Linked DNA regions of Mus musculus: regions 2, 3 and 4 are each linked to region 1. The links are chromatin contacts, called in public promoter capture Hi-C maps. All regions are on one chromosome and are shown on one strand. Each heading gives the region's core, a stretch centred on a gene start, on an enhancer-like site or on the middle of the called end of the contact. The rest is flanking DNA. Distances are from core to core; before and after follow the strand shown.

Region 1 (4,860 bases), core at 159-2,658:
TAGTTGTTATAGTTGTCTTTGTTTAGAGATTGTTCCTCTGTTGATTTTGTTACCCTCTACTAGCAGACGTGGGAGACTAGCTCTCTCCTCTGAGTTTCAGTGGTCAGAGCAGTCTCTGCAGGCAAGCTCTCCTCTTTTAGGGAAGGTGCACAGTTATCTGGTGTTTGGACCTCCTCCTGGCTGAAGATGAAGGCCCAAAACAGGATCTTTCCCAGAAGCTGTGTTGCTTTGGCCAGGAAGGTGGCCGGTTTTCTGGAGCCGAAGATGTCACCGCCTCCTCATTTTTTTAAATTGCAGGTTTTTGTGGTTTTGAGACATTGTTTCAGTGTTCTGTTGGGTAAATATCCCCTAATTTAGCTAAGGCACTCTGCCTTTTACCAGCTCAGTAGGATGTGTTTCCCAGATACTCTGTCCATGTCCGCAGCTGGGAACATTCTCTTAACAAACGATCTACACCCACATCACTATCAGTGTGCCCCTGGTCCAATTTTATTTTGTTAAATCCTGGAACACAAGAACCCACAAATCTCACTGGGCGCTTTTGGGATGCCCTATTGTCTATGCCCTATTCCAAGATCCCCTAAATTGTAGAAAACAGTGGGTTTTGCCAGGCTGTGCCCTGCCCTGGGAGAGTCCATCATAGTTTGAGACAGGGGCTCGCTGCAAACCTCTGACTGGCCTGGAACTTCGTATGTAGACCAGGCTGGCCCCAACTCATACCTGCTTGCCTCTGGAAACTCCACCCTACAAGCAGCTTCTGACTCCATCTTGAGGGAGGTGACTGAAACCTCTGGGTACACCAGAAATAGCACCATCTGCCAGGACTTATCTAGTTTTTTGTTTGTTTTCTACAGGCTGATAGGTGGCTTATTCCTGAGTCAATCTGTAAATTTATTGGGATAAATCAAAACTATGGTGGCACATGGGATATCGAAATTCTATCAGGAAAATCAGACTCAGGAATTTACCAGATATGCCAGATGAAGGAAATGGTCGACTCCCCTTACCTCAACCTTGGGCCCATTACAAAACAGACACCTAACACTGCAAAAGGCCCGATACCAACCCATCGTCTAATAATTGGTGTGTGCATCAAGAACCAGCAAACACAGGATGCCCTTATTGTGAAGGTTCATCCCAAACTCGGGAAGCTGAGGTAGCAAAGGCCAGCCTAGGCTATATAGCGAGGCTGACTTGAAAAATGAAAAGAAAAGGGCTGGAGGGAGGAAAATAAATTGGAAGAAAACAGAGGGAAAGGTTAAAAAAAAAAAAAAGAACTAGAAGACAGGTGGAGGGGAGAAAGAGAAAAGACAGATGTGGGAGGAGTGAGTTGGAAGCGTGTAGGAGGTCTCTGGCTGCCTCCGGGCCACCGTACTCTTCCGGTCCCAGAAGCCCCATGACGGAAGTCGTCATTGAGTGAGCCCGGCAGCGTCCGTGGTAGCAGGCCATGGCGATGGGCAGTGGCGGAGCGGGCTCCGAGCAGGAAGATACGGTGCTGTTCCGGCGTGGCACCGGCCAGGTGAGGTCGCGGCTCGGCGCTAGCACTCGGAGCGCTGCCCGAGACCGAGGCGGTGCGAGCTCGGGCCACATCCGCAGGCGGCTCCTGGTGCAGCTCGGGCGCCGGCGAGGCTGTGAGCCACGCTTTGGTCCTGTGTGACTGTGAGGGGATGTGCAGGAACGGGGACAGGCTGGCTGAAGCAAGGCAACCAGATAGGAGCCATTGGAAAGCTCCAGATTTAGGTCAGGATGAAGATGTTCACAGGGACTTTAGACTAAAATGCTGGTTTTCTGGATCCAGTTTTGTAACCGGAAAGACCAAGTGTTGCAAACAACAGTTGATAAAGTTTGAGAGAGAGGGATAACTAAAGTTGCCCGGAGTAGTTGAAAGTTGCTATTGACTGCATTGCATTCAAATGTATACGACAGCAGATCCGAGGCAGGGTTGGTGGTGCACGCATAATTACATGCACAAACACTTGGGAGATGGGGGCCGGAGGGTCGGGAGTTCAAGATCCTCGGTTACAGCGTGAATTCCGGACCAGCCTAAATTACAGGGAGACTGTAGAAGTAAGATAAACACTGGTAAGTACGAGGGCAAATCAGAGCCAAGTTGGTGGACTGTGCATGTGATCAGTCCCAGCTCCTGAGGCAGGAATGTGAAGTTGAGTCTAGCCTGGGAAACAACATACTCCATCTAACGAAGTTTAAAACATTAGGACCTCGGTCGTCTTATGGTATGGCAACTGATTTCTGCTTGGGGCTTGGGGTGGGAGAAGAGAATTCTGGGCAGCTTTGGGCAGTGCTGCATTTCCTTCTTTGGGGGACAGCCCAGCAATTCCTATTCTGAATAAAGCTTTGCCCTTTGTCCTCAGGGGAGCCCTGGCGGTCTGGTTCTCTCCTTAAAACCACAAGGTTCCTGTGCTAATTTGTCATCGTGGTAACTTCTTCATGCCCAGGGTGATGGGTCATGTTTACAATCTCAGGGGTAATCTTATTGATTGCAGCTTCTTTCTTGTTGCTGTTTTGTTGTTTTGAGACAGGTCTCACAGGGTAGCCTTAGGAGACTTGGAACTCTCCATGTAAGCCAGGCTGGCATCAAACTCAAGGAGATTGCCCCGTCTCAGCCCCCCCTCCCGCCCCCATTTGAATCAGGGACACATTCCATAACCTAAATTGGCCTGGAATTCAATATGCTAGACTGGCCTGGAGCTCTTGGCAACCCTACTGTCTCCAGCTCCGGGATATTGGGATTGTAGATTATAGATATGAGCCATTTTAATTTGTAGTTCATGGTTTTGTTTTTGTTTGTTGGTGTGCTTGTTTGTTTGTTGGGATAGAGTTTTATGTTGTAGTCTATGCTGTCTGGGAACCCACTATAGCCCAGACCAGTTTTGCCTTGGCAGTCCTCTGCTTCTACTGAGTACATTGAGGCTTTCTTAGGTGCTAGGATCTCTGTGTTCGTGCGTGGTGACTTTCTAGAAATGTATCTGCCTGTAACACACACTCTGAGTGTCTGGGCTGTAGGCATTGCTGGGGGTTGATCTAGGGACTTTGAGCTACTTCCCCAGTACTTCCTATTATCTGTTTTTTATTAAGCACATCTATCTATAACTTATTTTTTATTTTTTCTCCCTCTTCAGAGTGATGATTCTGACATTTGGGATGATACAGCATTGATAAAAGCTTATGATAAAGCTGTGGCTTCCTTTAAGGTATGAAATGGTTAATCATTTTTTTCCTTATTTCCTCAGGTCATACATTTTGTAAAGAAAGAGAGAGAAGAAAAATAAACTTGAGCACATTGAGGCTTTCTTAGGTGGTGGGACCTGTTATGTTAGAAAGTAGTGACTTTTTAAAAATATATCCCTCCATGACACATAGATCTTATTTATTTATTTATTTATTTATTTACTGTTTTCATAGCATGCTCTAAAGAACGGTGACATTTGTGAAACTCCAGATAAGCCAAAAGGCACAGCCAGAAGAAAACCTGCCAAGAAGAATAAAAGCCAAAAGAAGAATGCCACAACTCCCTTGAAACAGGTGATAGATTGATTTAACCAGGGTCCTGCCCGGCCTGAGGGGCGGCATGCTGCTTCTGTTTGGAGTGTCCCAGAGCTGTGGATGAATTAGCAAACGCACACATACACACACAGGCGTGTGCGCACACACATGTGCAGGCTGGGCATTAAAACCAGAGCTCTCTGCATTCTGAGTATGTGCTGTGTAGCTGATATGCAACTCAACCCCCCCCCCCCCCCCACACACACACACAAGTTCAACAATTATAAAAATTACTAGGGTAACTCAAAACTTGTGGTAACTGGGTCTGCTATTGAAAGCAGAAGACCTGGGGGTATAGTGTACCAGCAAAGTACCTGGCTGGTTACAGGCCCAGCCTGTGTGCCTGTGTGTCCCTGACCAGACCCACATTGAGTCAGCACAAAACCCTATAGACTAGAGGTCTCATTCTCTCCTCTCTTCTTTTCTCTCTCTCTCTCTCTCTCTCTCTCTCTCTCTCTGAGTTTTTTTGTAAAGTGAATAGTTTGATGCCTCCTTCCATTCATTATTTCCAAAGGGAAAGGGTGTCTACATTTGGTGAACACTTGCTTTTCTTTGACTAAGAACACTGGATTTGTCATACACGTTTGGTCTCTTTTGTTCTTAATGACACGTTTCGGTGGTGGAATACATTATAGCCATTCATCAGGCCGGGAAAAGGAGATGCAGGTGACTAAGAACAGTGTTTATAATGAAGTGAATGGGAGGACTGGAATTACACTTGGAGAACTGGGTTATGGTTTGTTCTTTTCAGAAGAAGGAATGTTGCGTGTCCATAACTTTCTTTTCTTTTGTAGTGGAAAGTTGGTGACAAGTGTTCTGCTGTTTGGTCAGAAGACGGCTGCATTTACCCAGCTACTATTACGTCCATTGACTTTAAGAGAGAAACCTGTGTCGTGGTTTATACTGGATATGGAAACAGAGAGGAGCAAAACTTATCTGACCTACTTTCCCCGACCTGTGAAGTAGCTAATAGTACAGAACAGAACACTCAGGAGGTGAGGCCCCGAAAGATGTCCATTCCTGAAAGTGGACACTAAGTAAGGAAAAAGCATTAGAATCAGTTGTCACGTTGACGCACGAAGGCGTTGAATGACATTCTCATTCTCTCTGGTTCTCCTTTTGCTGGAACGCAAGGTCGGGGCCATAGGAATGCTTGTCGGTGCCCTGCCTTTGCATAATACAATGTTTCCTTTTCTTTTTAAAGAATGAAAGTCAAGTTTCCACAGACGACAGTGAACACTCCTCCAGATCGCTCAGAAGTAAAGCACACAGCAAGTCCAAAGCTGCTCCGTGGAC
Region 2 (5,503 bases), core at 1,009-3,508, 710 kb before region 1:
TTAGCCATCTCCTGATAAGCTTTGTCTGCTGGCATCCTCTTCCAGCTTCCCAAATCCTCCCTTCCAAGAAAGATGAGCAGAGGCAAACTTAGACCGAGCCACTCAAGGTGACTTTGCTCATCAGTGCTAAGATCAGTGCAGGTGGCCCTGTGCTTCCCGGGGCCCTGCTGCCTGGCCACAGCTGCGTGGCAGTTTGAGCAACCTGGCCCTGTGACCTCAAAGGTAGCCGGGACGCTGATGTAAGAACTGATAACACTCAAGAAAGTGAGGGGGGAAGCAGTTCCTTTTCTTATTCATAAAGAAAATAGATTGTATGTTTGACACTTTTCAAAACAAGTCACACATTTCCCGGCAGGGAAAGTCACCGCTGAGTCACAGGGTCCTCAGAGTAGGAAGCTGTGACATTGCTTTTTCTGGGTATGGTTTTGGCCTTGAAACATACGTAGTATAATTTTCTTTTGTCTTAAGGGTGGCCTTCTGTAGGAACAGCTCTGTCAGACTCTCAAAGTTCCTCAGCCCAATGATTCATGGGCCCTGGTAAATCTCCAGCCAGAGGAAACACATAACACAAGTTCACCAAGCTTCCTTTTAAGGTGTGCGTGGTGAGGGTCCTTGCCTAGGCTGCTGTTGGCTGGGGCCTTCCAAGCCTTTGGCTGCAGACCCAGTGAGGAGGCATGGCTGATCAGTCTTTGTTGCTCTTTTGGCCACAGGGAAGGTGGAACTGCAGCGTGGGGTGCGGGCTGTATACCACGGCATGCCTCTGATGTGGACACCAGGCTACCTCGACAGAGCCCTCCAAGTGATGGAGAGGGTGGCCTCCTCCCCTGAAGACCTCAAGCTGGGTAGAGAAGTGGTATGTTTTTCCACCCCACTCAGTCAAATGGAGGCTTCACAGGCATCTGTTCCCATGGTCTTTCTCCTTCCGCTGCTTTCTGTATGTGTGCAGAATTGGTATTTATTCCGTTTAAAAGGATGAAAAGAAACCACAAACATTTTCAGTGTGGCTGTCAAAAAGGCAATGGAAAATCAGATTATTGTTGATTCATACATCATTAAGTGAAAGGAAAGCTGTCTGCTCCCTTACATTCAAGCTCAGATCAATAAATACCACCCTCTTCACCACCTCCCCCATCCAAAAGGGATTTACGGCGGTGGAATAGAAACTTAAGTAGTTTTGGTGGATTTACCCCTCCTGTAGTATGGAGAGACTACATAGCACTTTTCTCCATTATCCTTGGCTATTGGTAAAGTATCTGTCTCACAAGCTTACGTACCTGAGTTCAGATCCCCAGAACCACTTAAAAAGCCAGGCCCAGGAGTGCAGTTATCGTCCGGTAATGGCAGGGAGGGAGCAGAGAGACATGAAGCCCTGGGAGCTGGCTAGCTGCCTAGCCTACACCCTTGGAGATGCTCTTCTGTGTGGCCTTGACTCTGAAATGCCAAGGCTCACCACTCAGCTTTCATTTCTGTCCTGAGGTCCTCAACCCAGTGTCTCCCATGGCACATTATGCTGATATCATTAATGCTCTTTCTCAGTCATTATAACCAAGGAACACACACTTTGAAGTTGGCCTGCACACAGTCAAGTCTATAACAGATGTCCTCCTGACTCTCCTGTGCCCTACAGCTCGATGTGCTGGATGGAGTCCTGAAGGTGGTGACGTCTCCAGATGTCCAGACTTCAGAGGCACAGCCTCAGGAAGGTGAAGATGGCTTGGGCTCAGCAAACCTGGTGGAGCAGCTAGACACTGAGGAACCAGAACAGTCCAAGCTTCCCCGATACCTCGAGCGCTTTCAGGTGATTCGTAGTAGAAACTGAGCCTTTTCCTGCATCAGTCACACACAAAGGCATGAAAAACTCGCATCAAGAATTGCAGTTGTGTTCCTTCCCACAGACCGTGGCCTTTTGGGAAAGCAGTGGCATTGTTACGACTTCATGCTTGAGCTGATGTCACGGTTCCGTTCCCTGGGGCAGCACGGCACCCCAGCGGCTTCTCAACAGCAGCCTGATTCCCACTCAGGGTGGCAAGTGACCAGCCATTTCTCTACACTACACCAAATGTGCTGGGTCAGTCACAGCTTCAGCAGAGATAAGACTCACGAATCCTTTGTGGCGCTTAGCTGGCAGCTTTGTGCTGTTCAGCAGGGCCATTAGAGACACTGCCTGTGGACAGGTTTCCAGAACAGTGCTGAGCACTCAAACTGTCAGTGAGCTCTCTGTCCCAAATGCTCTGCTGTTTGTGTCAGGGAAGAAAATCCCTGAGCCTGCTCTCTGCTTTGTTTCTTGTCTCTTTAATACAAAAAGAAGGAAGTACTTTCAGGTTATGATGTCATCATAGGAGCGGGAGAATTCTCCTCCCACGCCTGCTGCTGCACTGTGCCTTTTCACAGCAGGAAGGAGAGCTGGGCTCCTGCCCGTGAGTCTGTCTCTTCTGACCCAGCAATGGCAGGCCTTGCCGTAGCACAGGATCCCATGGTATTTTAGGGTTTTTTCTCCCCAATACTTCTGAAGGGAAGTCATTCTTAGCTTCTCTCCTGTAATTTGAAACTAAGAATAAAAAGATTGATGTTCCTTGTCATACCCCAAGGACAAAGCAGAGTAGAGAACTTAGACACAGTTCTTTCTCTTAACTTTGCTTGTCAGTGTATAAAACTTAAAGAAAACAAGAATCACCACACTTGCTGGGCGTGGTGGTGCACGACTTTAATCCCAGCACTCGGGAGGCAGAGGCAGGAGGATTTCTGAGTTTGAGGCCAGCCTGGTCTACAGAGTGAGTTCCAGGACAGCCAGGGCTACACAGAGAAACCCTGTCTTGAAAAAACAACATCAACAACAAAACATTAAAAAAAAGAATGACCACACTGCTGAATGCTGCCTGAGGTTGCTGAGCCACTGTCAGGCGTCAGGTTTGCCTGGGTTTTGTAAATGTTGTACTCAGTTTTGATTGCTTTTTGACTTTTGGCCGTTTTTTGTCCGTTGCGTCTCAGAGGATGGAGACCTTTGTCTTCACTAGCTTCTAGCCCTTTTACTGCCATGGGACACTGTCTGAGCATCCAAGAAAGAACAGAAACACATGTTTGTAGCCTGCCATCTGTGACCTTAGCTATGTTAGCAGCTGTAAGCCCCCTCCCCCATTTCCTTTATCCTCACAGGAGGCCTGGGCGGGAGAGTCTCGGCTTATGTGACCCAGCAGTGAGCTGGGATTTGGACAAAGCCAACCTCCTCACAGTTGAGATTTCCTGGCTTTCTCTTTGGCCTCAGACTACCTGGAAAATTATGTTAGGAAGAAATGGTTTTCAGTTTACATTTTCTTCCTGTTGCCTGCTTTTCATTAGTCTGAGGTCATCTGTTTGGGTCTGTTTTTATAATTAGTCTGCTCCTTAGATCCCATCGGTCTGGCCCCCTTTGCCGTTCTGCCAGATCCTATGCTGTACGCTAAGTCACCTCGGGGTGCGAGCACATGTGACTCTCAGCTGCAGCTGGGGTCCTAAATGTCACTCTCTGGTGATCTGTGTCTAGAAGCACTTAAATTGATTAATGCTTTTAGTAAGTCTCTGGGCTGCTACACTGACCCTACCAGGCTGCCCTCTCAGACGGAGCTGTAAGCAGGCAGGAGGGAAGGGCTGACCTGTGGGGGAGCACAGCAGGTGGAGGCCTACAGTGCTCAGGCACTCTGGAAAGCTGTTTAGCATTAGTGAGAAATCCCTGCAATGATTTCCATCTGTTGAAAGGAACCAGGGGAAGTCACTTAAATGAAAAGACGGGACTTCCGAACTTCCTATCCTCCACCATCTTGTCCAGTGGCATTCTCACTGCTCAGTTAGGAGCAGGCCTAAGTGGAGACCTCGTGGCTCAAATAAGAACTGAATGACCGTGAAGCCGGAAGTACAGGAGGTGCAGCTGCACTGTGTGTGCCAAGGTGGGGTGATGTCGTGTGCGGGGCTGCACTGCTCCCTGGGGTGATGTCGTGTGCCTGGCTGCACTGCTCACACCTTGGTTTAACAGCTGAGCAGGAGAGCCCAGCGAGAGGCAGCTGCCCCTGCAGGACAGATGCAGGGCACCTTCCTGCAAGCAGATGGAGCGGCTGTTAGCGGAGGACTCAGTTGCTTCTCACTGTCCTCCTTTCTCCTGCCTGTCCCTTACCTTTCGATTTCCCTTTGCTTCCAACAGGCCTCTCGGTCTAAACTGCAGGAGCTGAACAGAGTTGAGTCTGAAAGTCTTTTGACTCTGACCACCCAGCTTGTAAAAGAAAAACTCCCCGCCTGTGAGGCCGAGGACCTGGCCACCTACGAGCAGAAACTCCGTGAGTGGCACCTGGAGCGGGTGCAGTTGATCCAGAGGGAGCAGGAACAGAGGGAGAAGGCCAAGCAAGAGTACCAGGCGCTGAGTGCGGCAGAGAAAGCAGCCTGAAGTTCTGTGAGCCACCTCAGTGTTCAGCCAGGACAGCATGGGGCTCCGCCGCTACTGTCCAGTTCTTTTCTTACAGGAAGCTGTGCATAGCCTGAAAACAAGGATGGCTCTATGCCAAGACACTGTCTGCCCATCTAGATGTCAAGGGCCCTGAACTAAGTGACAAACGGTTGGGCTGAAGCCCCCACACAGTGGAGTCCTGGGTGCAGACTGGGAATATCGGGTGAGCGTGACGGGAAGCTATAGCTGAAGGGTCGGCTCTGCAGCACGGGTGTTTGAATGATTTCCTGCCCTTGGCCATGTGCATGGAGCACCGAGCTTCATGACCAGGTGCTGGTAGACTCAGAACCACCCACGTTCCAGAACCGGGTGCTTGCTCCTTTCACCCGCTTCCAGGACTCAGCACCAGTGGCCACATGACCTGCTGTCAGTGTGACACATTTCCACTGTTAACACTGGTCTCATATTCTCCCTGTGCATATGTGCCATATATAGCTGGCACCTTCATGGTCTGTCCCCTTCCCATCACTGCTCAGAAGCAGCCTTTTGTATACCTGCCTCCCCAATAAATCCTACCCATGTGGGCTGTTGTGTGGTGTGATTTTGTGGCATTCCTTGGCCAGTCACCTCAAGAACCCTTACACCTGAGACCCTGTGACCATAGTCCCCCTCACTAGTGCAAAACAAATACCCTGGTGATCTGGCCTTGTGTATTCACACAGCCCCACTACCTCTTTCCCATCATGCCCTGCCCTCCCCTTCTCCCTTTGGGAGAAGTCCAGCACAGAAGGTCTCCAGACCACAAGCTCCCTAGATTTCTGATTACAGGGATCCACAGTGACACATAATGTAAAAGCTTTTGGGGAGAAACTTGGCCCTAGGAGTGAAACCCTTATGCTCTGACTTCAGCATATCAGGGTAACTTTCCACACATTGTCAGATTTGTAAATGAGCCTTTGGTATGCGTGTGCACACACAGGGCAACTTTAGAGCAGACATTTCTATGAAGGGAGAAAACGAAGAGGGGGATGGTGTTAAACCTGAGAACTGCGAGAGAAATACCAAGTCCACAATTTTTGAGCCAAATCTGAA
Region 3 (4,782 bases), core at 507-3,006, 780 kb before region 1:
CCCAATTGATGCTGATGATGGTCCTCAAATCATATTCTGAGCAGCAGAGATCTAGATGACTGGCCACAGGGCTAATATCACTATTTTCGTGGGGTTCCTAGGGGCAGGGCTAAAGGAAGAGCCATGGACTTGAAGTACCAGAGTCTGAGAGAAAGGGTTGATGAGGAAACTAATGGTCACTCTGTCTTTTTTCTCTCTATGAGATAGGTCTTGAAAGAGTGAATAGAGACAAAGGAGAAATATGAATGACAGACGATTAAAGAATTAATAAAACAGATATTACCTTTGGTGCCAGGTAGGTTATATGCAATAGCTATCTTCTTATGTTGAAATTCCTTTAACTTCACAATGTTATCTGTGAGTAGGTATCTTTTAGCTAAAAAGTAGAAAAAGAAAATAAAGTCATTTTGATTGCTCTCCCCCTCCCCCGCAGCAAATAAGAGCATGGTTGCCTCTAAAGGATCCATCCAGAGAGGTACAAATACTATATATCCCTGGTGAGAAGCAAACATCTCCAGTCAAGTATTGAATGCAAGTCTTACATTTGAAAGAGGTAGGGATTGATGGAGTGTGAAGACTGGTTGACAAGATGAGCTATGAAGAACAAATGGGCATTTGCTATCTAGTTGGGGGCTAGCAATGCAGACACCTACACACACACACACACACACTGCAGACACCTACACACACACACACACACACACACACACACACTTTTGCTTGGTTTATTTTGGGAGAAACATGAAATATTGGGAAAAGCTATATCATGACTTCCAGTTTTGAAACTTCGGCACTGAAGATAGCCTTTCAGATCTGGACTCAGTAACCCTAGATCAGAAATCACTGACCACAGATCAGCAAGTCTGGAATGTACCCTTCTGCATCGTTGGCTGTGCATGAGATAAAAACAGATGAACCGTGCACTGAGATCTGACACAGTAAGGTAGTAACAAAAATAGTTGTTTATGAAAAGGCAGTCCTGTGACGCTGTCAGATCTGGGTCTTTAGTTCAAATACAGCATCTGCCAGCTCCCTGTGACCTTGGGCGAGTGACAACCTTGTCTACTTCCTATTCTGTAAATGAAGAAGGGTACCTCTGTCACTGGATGCTATGTGTGTGTGTGCGCGCCCACATTATAATAATTTTATTATCAATAGCAGTCACGCCTTCAGAAAGGCGGTAAGGAATAATTTGGGGGATGAGGACGCCTGCCTCGAGTCTTTGAGAATGTAAGCAGCACAGCTTGGGTTCCCATCTCTTAAACTCCGCACCAAAACCTTGCAGAAAAGGACACCCGACGACTGAGGTATGTTCTCGAAGAGCAACTTGGACCTTTGCAAGTGCAGTCCCTAGCTGCCCTTTGCTTTCCAGGCACAGAGCAGAGGGGTTCACAGTCCGGAAGCAAACCGGGCTGCTCACGCGTGCAGCAAAAGGGAAAGGGCGCACGAGCCTCCTCCAAAAAGAGAGGCCGCGGTGGGCTCACGCTCCCTTCTCTTCCACCCTCCCTCCTTCCAGGCGTGCGGCCGCTCGTACCTCCGAGAGTGCAGCGGCAGCAGGCGGAGCCTGAGCCCGTCACCCCGGGATGCAGCGAAGGACGCGGCACCCGCAGGCGTTCCAGGGGCCGAAACACTGTAGCCATGTTGTTCCGGGCCGGGCTGCACCATCTGCGGGACCCGGGCAGGGGGGACCTCTGAGGTGGTAGGACCACTTCCGGCGGAGGCGGGCTCTGTGCCTGTCCCCCCACGCCCGCCTTCCACTTGGTGCGCTCCAAGATGGCGGCTCCCATGGTGCGGTGTGGGATGCTCCTGGCTCGGCGACTAGACGCGTCTCGCCTTTGCCTCGCAGGTTGGTGGCTGCTGCCTTGGAGCTGCAGCTCCATTTAGGCCTCCCAGCACGCTGTTTATTGAAGGAAGGGGGTGATGGGCTTCCAGGAAGCGCATAAGTGCGTCTGGGATCCGGTTGCTAGAGAAGCCGTTTAGGGTATTGGTAACCCAGAAAGGAAAAATAATCCCTCTTCTTTAAGGCTAGTACCCGCCATTCCAAACTTTTGAAAAGTAGGGGAAGGCTGTAGCATGAGGTTCTGCGTATGTCTTGCAAGTTTAATGTATTAAATTAGTAGACTTCTTGGTGATCATGAAAAACCCAAATATGTTCACTCCGTGGGCTAGAACAGTTTTCTTCCCCTGAGATTTCTTTGGAGGGTCATCAGGCAAAAGTTTTCCCTCACTGCCTTGTACTTGATGACCCGAACCCTTGGTCTTCATCTCCTGAAAGAATTTTTCAACACTAGCCTCACTTTACCTGGTGACCTTGGCCACAACTTCTGCCTGACATTTCTTTTTTTTTTTTTTTTTCCACCAGTAGGTAAACAAGCAGAGCGATTTGATGGCTTGAGTTGAATCACATAATCACTCAAAGCCTTTTTAGGGTACCTAATGGTGAAAATACGTTTTGAAGTTTTTGCAAAACCCGAGTTTGTAGTGCTTACAATCTCGTAATCCTTGAAGATGTGCCAGATAACAGAAGTAAAATGAACTAACCACACTTGGATGTTTGCAATGCTGCTTGTTTTCAATCAGACTCCCTTAACACCAGTCACAAAAAGAGAAGCAATGCTCACTTGCTCTCACTCCTGTAAGTGTACAGCCATTTAAAAACTCCACAGTTGTCCTCAAGAGTTTTCTAAAGATAAAGTGTTTGAACTACCTGGCAAGAACACTTCATATCACACATTTGACAAATTGATACGAACAATATTTGGCACTAAGAGTGCTTTGTAGAGCTATTTGGCATATTTAATTGTGATTGGTAGTAAATTCTTTGAAGTTTCATAAGACCCACACTAGTAGATACAGGAGAGTAAGTTGGTTGCTTATAATGGCTGGGGCAACTATTGTAACAAAGGAATGGAAACTACACAGAGCAACTTGAGAGAACCTTTACTTTGGCAGTTTATACTCTGAAGCTATCCCAACTTGGTAGTTGCTAGTACTTGTAGCTATTTAAATTTAAGTTGAAGATAAATAAGATTAAAAACTAAGTTTCTTCACGGCAGTTAGTGTTTTATGTGGTCAGTACATCCATGTAGCTGATGTCTTTTGTCTTGGACAATTTAAAATGTAACATTTTTATTTCTACAGAAGTTTTTTGGACACTGCATTAGACCACAGATGGAGGCTATAGGAAGGCAATATAAGTACATCAGTGTATAAATACCCTAATTCAAGTACTCAGCTTGTACAAATTCATGACAGATGAGTCAGTATATGCAACACTTTAAGACTTCTACATAGTCTACTTAAAATAGGATGAAAGAATACAGCCCAAATGATCAAAAAGATAGAAGAAAAATGAACTGAGATAGAGCAACAACAGGTATGTGAAAAGGACAGGGGAAGGAAACTTACTGGGTACCATAATTCGTAGACAGGCATTAGTGAGCCTTAACCACCCTGCTGATAGGTGGTATCCCTCATTTTGTGTATGATGAAAAAGATACAGAGGTGTATGATCTGCCCAATCTTCATAGCATTTATTATTGGCACCACAAGGGCTAAAAGTTAAATTGTGCTGCTAAAGCTTGTCTATTTTCACAATCACATTATTTTCTTATTTTAAAAACAAAACAAACAAACAAAATGCTTGGAGACATTTTGAATGGCACGTGCAGAGGGGGACTGGCAAGGCCCAGACCTAAGCCTGTGAGTCTGAAGACTCTTACTCATTCAGATGTGTTTTGAGCACTTTGAATGTTGTTACTGGGTTACTTGTCGGATAAGTAGAATCTCTCTGCAATCTGGGCCTACAGAGAAACTATCTGCATTTTAATGAGACTCATATGCATAAAAAGTTTGAGAGTCTGATCTAGATCTTCCACTTTGTGTCCATCTCCTTTCATCTTTTGCCCCTGGCTGTAGAAATTCTTTGGTTGTGACGTTATTAGAACCTCAGCTTGTATGCAGTGATGGAGAAACCTTTGCTCTTTATGACTTTATGACACGCACAAAGCATCATAGAAAGATGTGTGTGTGTGTGTGTGTGTGCGTGTGTGAATGCATGCTTGCATCGTGCTTTTATGAATGCATGTATGTAGAGGCTAGAAATCAAAGTTAGGTGTCATCCGCAGTCACTCTTCACTGACATAAAACTCAGGTTGTAATCCTTGTGTGATCTGTTATGATCTCTGGGTAGCTGCCTTTTATTTTAGAGTTCCTTCTCTTCACATGCAGTACAACTCACTCACTGAAGTACACAGTTGTGTGACTTTCAGCATTGTGCAAGCATCTTTCCAACCAACTCAGGATGTTTTTATCACACTCTATATCTCTTGTTGCTAGTCACTCTTACTCCCTCAGCCCCCGTCCCCAGTTCTAGGTGACATGTGACCTGCTTCCTTTCTTTAGATTCCCCTATTCTAATGCTTCTTTTAAGTGGGACATAATTTGAGGCTGGTATCTTTCACTTACCATAATGTTTTCAGGATTCTTTTTTTTTTAAAGGTTTATTTATCTATGTATGTGAGTACACTGTAGCTGTCTTCAGACACACCAGAAGAGGGCATCAGATTCCATTACAGATGGTTGTGAGCCACTATGTGGTTGCTGGGAATTGAACTCAGGGCCTTCGGAAGAGCAGTCAGTGCTCTTAACTACTGAGTCATCTCTCCAGCCCAGGATTCTTATTTTTAAATCGCTAAATAGTGTTTCATTACAATGATATACCAAGTCTTGGTATAAACTCTTTGCTTGCCGGCCAGTGGTGGCGCACGCCTTTAATCCCAG
Region 4 (5,266 bases), core at 439-2,938, 620 kb after region 1:
CCCCTGCTTGTGTGTGCATTTGTGTCTTTGTGAAATGTATGCATGTGTGGTATGTACATGCATGTGGAGCTCAAAAGTCAACACAGGATCTCCTCCTTCAGGCGCCCTGAACCCACAACTCATCGGTCTAGCTAGCTAGCGAGTTCTAGAGCCCTGCTAGCCTTCCCCTCTCACTCTCTAGGCTGAGGCTACAACCAGTGTGGGGGCTGGGATCGGACCCCCTGCCAATGCAGAAAGTAAGAATTTCCAAGCATGTCTTCAAATGCTTATCACTCCAGTGACTATATTCTTTTGCTATATCAATTCCTACATACACACCACCTTTATTTTTATTTTTTATTTTTTAGACTTAGTTTTACTACAGAGCTCTGGCTGTACCTCACTCTGTAGACCAGGCTGGCCTCTACCTCACAAGAGATCTGCCTACCTCTGCCTCCTGAGTGCTGGGATTAATTGAGCGTGCCACCATGTCCGCTCCTTTCCGCACTCCAGATTGAGTTATATATGCATTATTGACGTATGAGGTTATATAGGACAGATAACAGACTTTGTCAGCTACTCTGAGCTTGCAAAATCGTACTCAATGCTCCGTGCCTACCGACGGAATGCTTAACTGAAGATTATTCATTGCAATGGTTCCAAAGGTCTAGGGTCATCATTCCGACAACTTCAAGAGAAAATGTGTTTGTGCCCAAAAAAAAAAAAAAAAAAAGAAAAAAAAGAAAAAAAAGAAAAGCATATAAGTGAAGATTAATCTGAAAATACTCCATGTTCAGAATTTTAAAACTCTCTAATTACAAAAGGCTGTGTCCACTTACTCATGAATTGTTACGTCTCCTTCTTAGAGACCACAGCTGGAGAAGTAGATAAAAAAAAAAAAAGCTGTCAGCAGTTAGTAATTGATGGGTGGAATAGCAGTGTTACCATAGCTGCCTATCTAAGCACAGTGGAGAAAGGCTTGGCAAACCAACCCTGAAACACACATACTAGTAAGTATAATAAACTTAAATAGCATGAATTTTACTCATTCCCGCATCTCTAGCCAAGAGCCTGAAGAGATCAACTCTAACCAGCTCCAAGGGAGGTAGCAGGCAAAGGGGCCGGTTATCCGGCCATTCCCAAGTCCTTGAAGGGACACCAGATCAGATCCAGGATTTGCTTCCTTCCCCGCCCCGCTACGGCCTTCCTCCGGATTGGCTGGCTGGCGAACATCACGGACAATATTAAACAGCGATTGGCCGGACTGCTGGAGGGCAGCGTAGTCCGCAGACTACGAGGGCTAAGGAGGTGCTGGGGAATCCTCCGACCTCCGACGAGCACGAGCGGACACGACCAGAGGCCACCACCCGCCGCGGGCCTCGAACCCTTGGCGCCAGACCCAATTTACTCCGGGCCACCCTGGAGCCCGTAGGTTCCATTATCAGACACATACACCCGCTGGCCCTCCTCAGGGCCGCGGTCACGATGCATTCTCTGGCACCGCCTTTCCTCCCGGCGCTGCCGCTGCGTCTGCACCATCCCTCCCTCCCTTCCAAGCGCGGGAGCGGCCCGGGTTTTACCTGCACGACCCTGGTGGCGGAAGCCATCTTGCTGCCCATCGTGACCCCCGAGCAGGGGCAGCTTCCGGGGCGCAGACGAGCTGCAGAAGTATCTGGAGTGGGCAGCGTGGGGCGGAGCCTGTGTGATGTCACTGAGGAGCTATAAGGGACAACTCCACCCCTCTGCGTCCGCCCCGCCCCTCTTCCCGCCTAGACACTCACCTCTGGCCTTCCAATTACAACGTTGTGCTGTAACCAGTTGAACTATTTGGTTCGTCATCCTAAATTATCTAGGACCATTTCCCTCCTAGATAGCTAGTTTCTAATTTCAGTACAGTCCGAAATTTAATCTGAAACCACCTCTTGTGGCTTCCTAACACGAACGATTTTATTAAAACTTGGGAGTTACATAGATTCCCTCCCTTGCTCAACCATCCTCAGAGAAGTCTCCTGAAGCAGATGGGGATCACAGCCACAGCCAGGCAATATGCATCATGAAAGACCTTTGAACACTCAGCCTTAAAAGGAATATCTTCATTAAGTGCCTCCCCTCAGGGCTCAGGGAACTCTGCAAAAGAATAGGAGAAAAAAAGTGTTAAGACACAGAGGGGCTGGGTGGAGGACTCCAAAGAATCAAGGCCTTCTAAATACAACAGGGCTGGCACACATATAAACTTTCCAAGACAGCAGCAGCATGCATAGGGTGTGTATCAGATGGGGTCCTCGAGCTGAGAAAGAGTGTATACGTGTCCCCATCCCTAGCACAGATAGCCACTCCCAAATGAAAACTTAAAATTTTCTTCAAGGAAGTCTCACTGGGAAAACAAGCCACTCTTAAGGCCCTGTACCAAGCAGTAAATAGCCAATCCAAAATGAACTCAACAGCATTGCTCAAAGTCCTTTGTCTCATAAGGTTAAGTCAGGGCACTTTTTCTTTCAACCTTACATATTCTTTGCATGTGTATTTCGGATTCTGGTTTTGTGGTTTTTTTTTTTTTTTTATGAGATTCCTGGGTGTGAAGCGTGTGTGCTCTGCTCTTTCTTTCTTTCTTTCTCTCTCTCTTTCTTTCTTTCTTTCTTTCTTTCTTTCTTTCTTTTTTTTTAACATTTATTTATTTTGGAGTACACTGTACTGTCTTCAGACACACCAGAAGAGGGCATCAGGTCCTGTTACAGATGGTTGTGAGCCACCATGTGGTTGCTGGGAATTGAACTCAGGACCTCTGGAAGAGCAGTCAGTGTTCTTAACCACTGAGCCATCTCTCCAGCCTCCCTCTGTTTGTTTCTTGTAGCTGAAGTTCTGTGTAGGTCTGGAGATAGGAAGATTGGATCATTGGAGCTGTGTACATTTGGAAGATTACATCACTGGGGCTAGTTGGCCACCAACCTAGCTGCAGGTTCAATGAGAAACCCTGTCTCCAAGAAATAAGGCAGAGAGTGACAAAAATCAATACAGAAATCGTCCTCTGGCCTCAGGAGATATGCACAGGCACAGGCACACAAAGCTGGGCATGAGGACATGGATCTGTAACCCCATTACTGAGCAGGGGAGGGGGGCAAAAATGGACTGGTCCTAGGCCTTGCTAATCAGCTAGTCTAACTGAAATAGCAAGCTCCAGGTTTAACAAGACACCCTGCCTCAAAAATATAAAAATAAAAAAGCTTGAGGTAGAGGGTGCTGAAGAGATGGCTCATCAGGAAAGAGCACCGTTGCTCTTCAGAAGTCCCAGGCTCAAGTCGCAGTCAGTACTCACATGACTGTTCACAACCATCTGTGTGTGGGTGGGCTGTGGGTATGGGTACACACCAGTACACTCATGTAAGTACCACACACACACATAAACCAAGCCAAAAAGACAGTCAAAAATGTATTTAGAGGATACAAATATAGCTTAGTATTACAGCACTGGCTAGAATATCCAAGGCTCTTGAGTTCTATTCCTAGTGCCACCAAATAAAACGAGTGTAACTAATGACAGATGCCTATAATTCCAATCCTTGGGAGGTGGTAGCAGAAGAGTCAGAAGTTCGAGGCCAGTGTGTTCAAAACCAGCATGGACAACATGAGACCCCGTTTCAAAAAATCAAAACCAGGGCCAATAAGATGGCTCTGGTAAGGGAACCTGCGGCAAAGCCCAGTGAGTTAGGATCTACATAGTGGAAGGAGGACCCACACACAACGTGTTATCCTCTGCCCCCTCCTCTTTGTGGTGACTCTTGAGCCCTTGGACTGTACATTGGCACATGCTCTTTGAGAGCAAAGCGCCAGTTCTGAAGCAGGGGAAAGATAACTTGAAGTAGGTTTGGGCAATAAGGCCTGGGAAGCAAACTGAATGTGTAGTTATGGAGCACAGATAAAGGCTGGCAGGAAGCAATGAAGTTGAGGTAGAAGGCTGGTAGTGGGCTGAGGACCATCCTCGGGCAATTCATTTTGTCTGAAGAAATGGAAGCATCCCTTCCGCTAAACCTGAACTTACAGACAACTTCCGATATAAGTCATGGCTTGGAGCTTATGAAGTCTCAGCTGCATAAATTAGCATAAATTAGCTGGGGCTTAGAATGCTTTTAACTCAGGGGTGGTTAAAATACGTGTTTTAAAAATGAATTTATATTTGTTTTAATTTTATGTGTGTGGGTCTTTTGCCTGTGTGTATGTATGTGCATTGTGTGCATGCTTTGCCAGTGGAGGTCAGAAGATAGCGTGAGAACTCCTGGAGCTGGGAAATGGTCATGAGCTAGTGTGTGTGTGTGTGTGTGTGTGTGTGTGTTTGCACACCAGAGTCCCAGGCCAGAAGTGCTGTTCTGAGATAAATCCCAATTCATATGCCTTTGTCTTAAAAACATCCTCCTACATTGGAAGGGTCTTTCCATGTACCCCTAGCAGGCCTGGAACATACTATGTAGACCAGCTAGTCTCAAACTCACAGAAATCTGCCTTTTCTGTCTGCCGAGTTCTAGATTTAAAGATGCACGCCACCACAATCAGCATGGAAATAGTTTATATACAAAAAACTTTGAAGAGAAAAAAAAAACGCTTAAACTAGGTGTAGTGAAACAACCTTATCTATGAATCCCAGCACTTAGGAGGCTACAGCAGGAAGATCTTGAATTCAAAGCCAGTCTGGACAAATAGTGAGACCCAGAGACCCTGTTCTGAGAGGGGGCAGGCTGGGGCAGGGTGGGGCAGGGTGGACAGGGAGGGCAGGGGCAAGGTGAATTTACGGGATGCAATTTCCACCAGGTCATTTGAGAAGGTCTTTGTTAGGACTGCATGCAAGTGTAGATGACAGCTACCTCCTAACTATTGCCTTTTACCGCTTCTCTCCTGAATCAGAAATGCAGGGTGAAATGTCAAGATCTATGTGTCTGAAAACTTCTGGTATCCTACGTTCTATAATAAAACCAAGAGAGCGGCGATCCATCTGAGAGTCAGCCATGCGAAGATATTTCTAGGGGGGTAGAAGAGATGGCTCAGCAGTTGAGAGCACTAGATGCTCTTCCAGAGGACCCAGGTTTGATTCCTAACACCCACGTGGTTGCTTACAACTGTCTTTAACTCCTCTGATTCTCAGGACACCGGGCTCGACCACGGTGTATACACATACATGCAGGCAAAACACCAATACAGATAAAATTTAAAAATTAAAAAAAAAAAAAACTTTAAAAATAAAAGTAGAGTAAATATATATATATAATTTGCCACCCTACCCCCCACCCCCGGCCAGGGC

What was found. Promoter capture Hi-C pulls out the DNA fragments that hold promoters and counts their contacts.
Region 2: a promoter capture Hi-C map of liver shows a contact between it and region 1, with 5 times the contacts expected there. The contact joins the promoter of 6430562O15Rik here to the promoter of Smn1 in region 1. A contact is called at or near these places in 3 of 39 promoter capture datasets (liver and pre-B cells) and 1 of 9 other capture datasets (liver).
Region 3: a contact with region 1 is called in a promoter capture Hi-C map of pre-B cells. The contact joins the promoter of Mrps27 here to the promoter of Smn1 in region 1. A contact is called at or near these places in 5 of 39 promoter capture datasets (cranial neural crest, liver, pre-B cells and 1 more), 1 of 15 datasets of contacts at CTCF or cohesin (large pre-B cells), 3 of 484 Hi-C or Micro-C datasets (B cells, CD4 T cells and the N1E-115 cell line), 3 of 115 datasets of contacts at active chromatin or transcription factors (bone marrow-derived macrophages, pro-B cells and stem cell-derived neural progenitor cells) and 1 of 9 other capture datasets (adipose tissue).
Region 4: a promoter capture Hi-C map of the HPC-7 cell line shows a contact between it and region 1. The contact joins the promoter of Mrps36 here to the promoter of Smn1 in region 1. A contact is called at or near these places in 6 of 39 promoter capture datasets (the C10 cell line, the HPC-7 cell line, cranial neural crest and 3 more), 1 of 115 datasets of contacts at active chromatin or transcription factors (pancreatic cancer cells) and 1 of 9 other capture datasets (adipose tissue).

The regions. Positions count from the first base shown.
Region 1 is chr13:100,123,447-100,128,306 of GRCm38.p6, forward strand. Smn1 (survival motor neuron 1) reads left to right here and starts at 1,409. Exons shown (of 9, transcript NM_011420.2): 1 at 1,409-1,519; 2 at 3,141-3,212; 3 at 3,424-3,543; 4 at 4,359-4,559; 5 at 4,769-4,860. The coding sequence starts at 1,448.
Region 2 is chr13:99,410,568-99,416,070 of GRCm38.p6, forward strand. It overlaps 6430562O15Rik (RIKEN cDNA 6430562O15 gene), which reads right to left and starts at 2,259. Exons shown (of 2, transcript NR_015515.3): 1 at 1,275-2,259; 2 at 269-1,004. Mrps27 (mitochondrial ribosomal protein S27) reads left to right here. Exons shown (of 11, transcript NM_173757.3): 9 at 711-853; 10 at 1,628-1,798; 11 at 4,172-4,994. The coding sequence ends at 4,411.
Region 3 is chr13:99,343,030-99,347,811 of GRCm38.p6, forward strand. It overlaps Mrps27 (mitochondrial ribosomal protein S27), which reads left to right and starts at 1,757. Exons shown (of 11, transcript NM_173757.3): 1 at 1,757-1,846. The coding sequence starts at 1,774. Ptcd2 (pentatricopeptide repeat domain 2) reads right to left here and starts at 1,649. Exons shown (of 10, transcript NM_026873.2): 1 at 1,535-1,649; 2 at 284-376. The coding sequence starts at 1,640.
Region 4 is chr13:100,742,971-100,748,236 of GRCm38.p6, forward strand. Mrps36 (mitochondrial ribosomal protein S36) reads right to left here and starts at 1,689. Exons shown (of 4, transcript NM_025369.3): 1 at 1,560-1,689. The coding sequence starts at 1,598.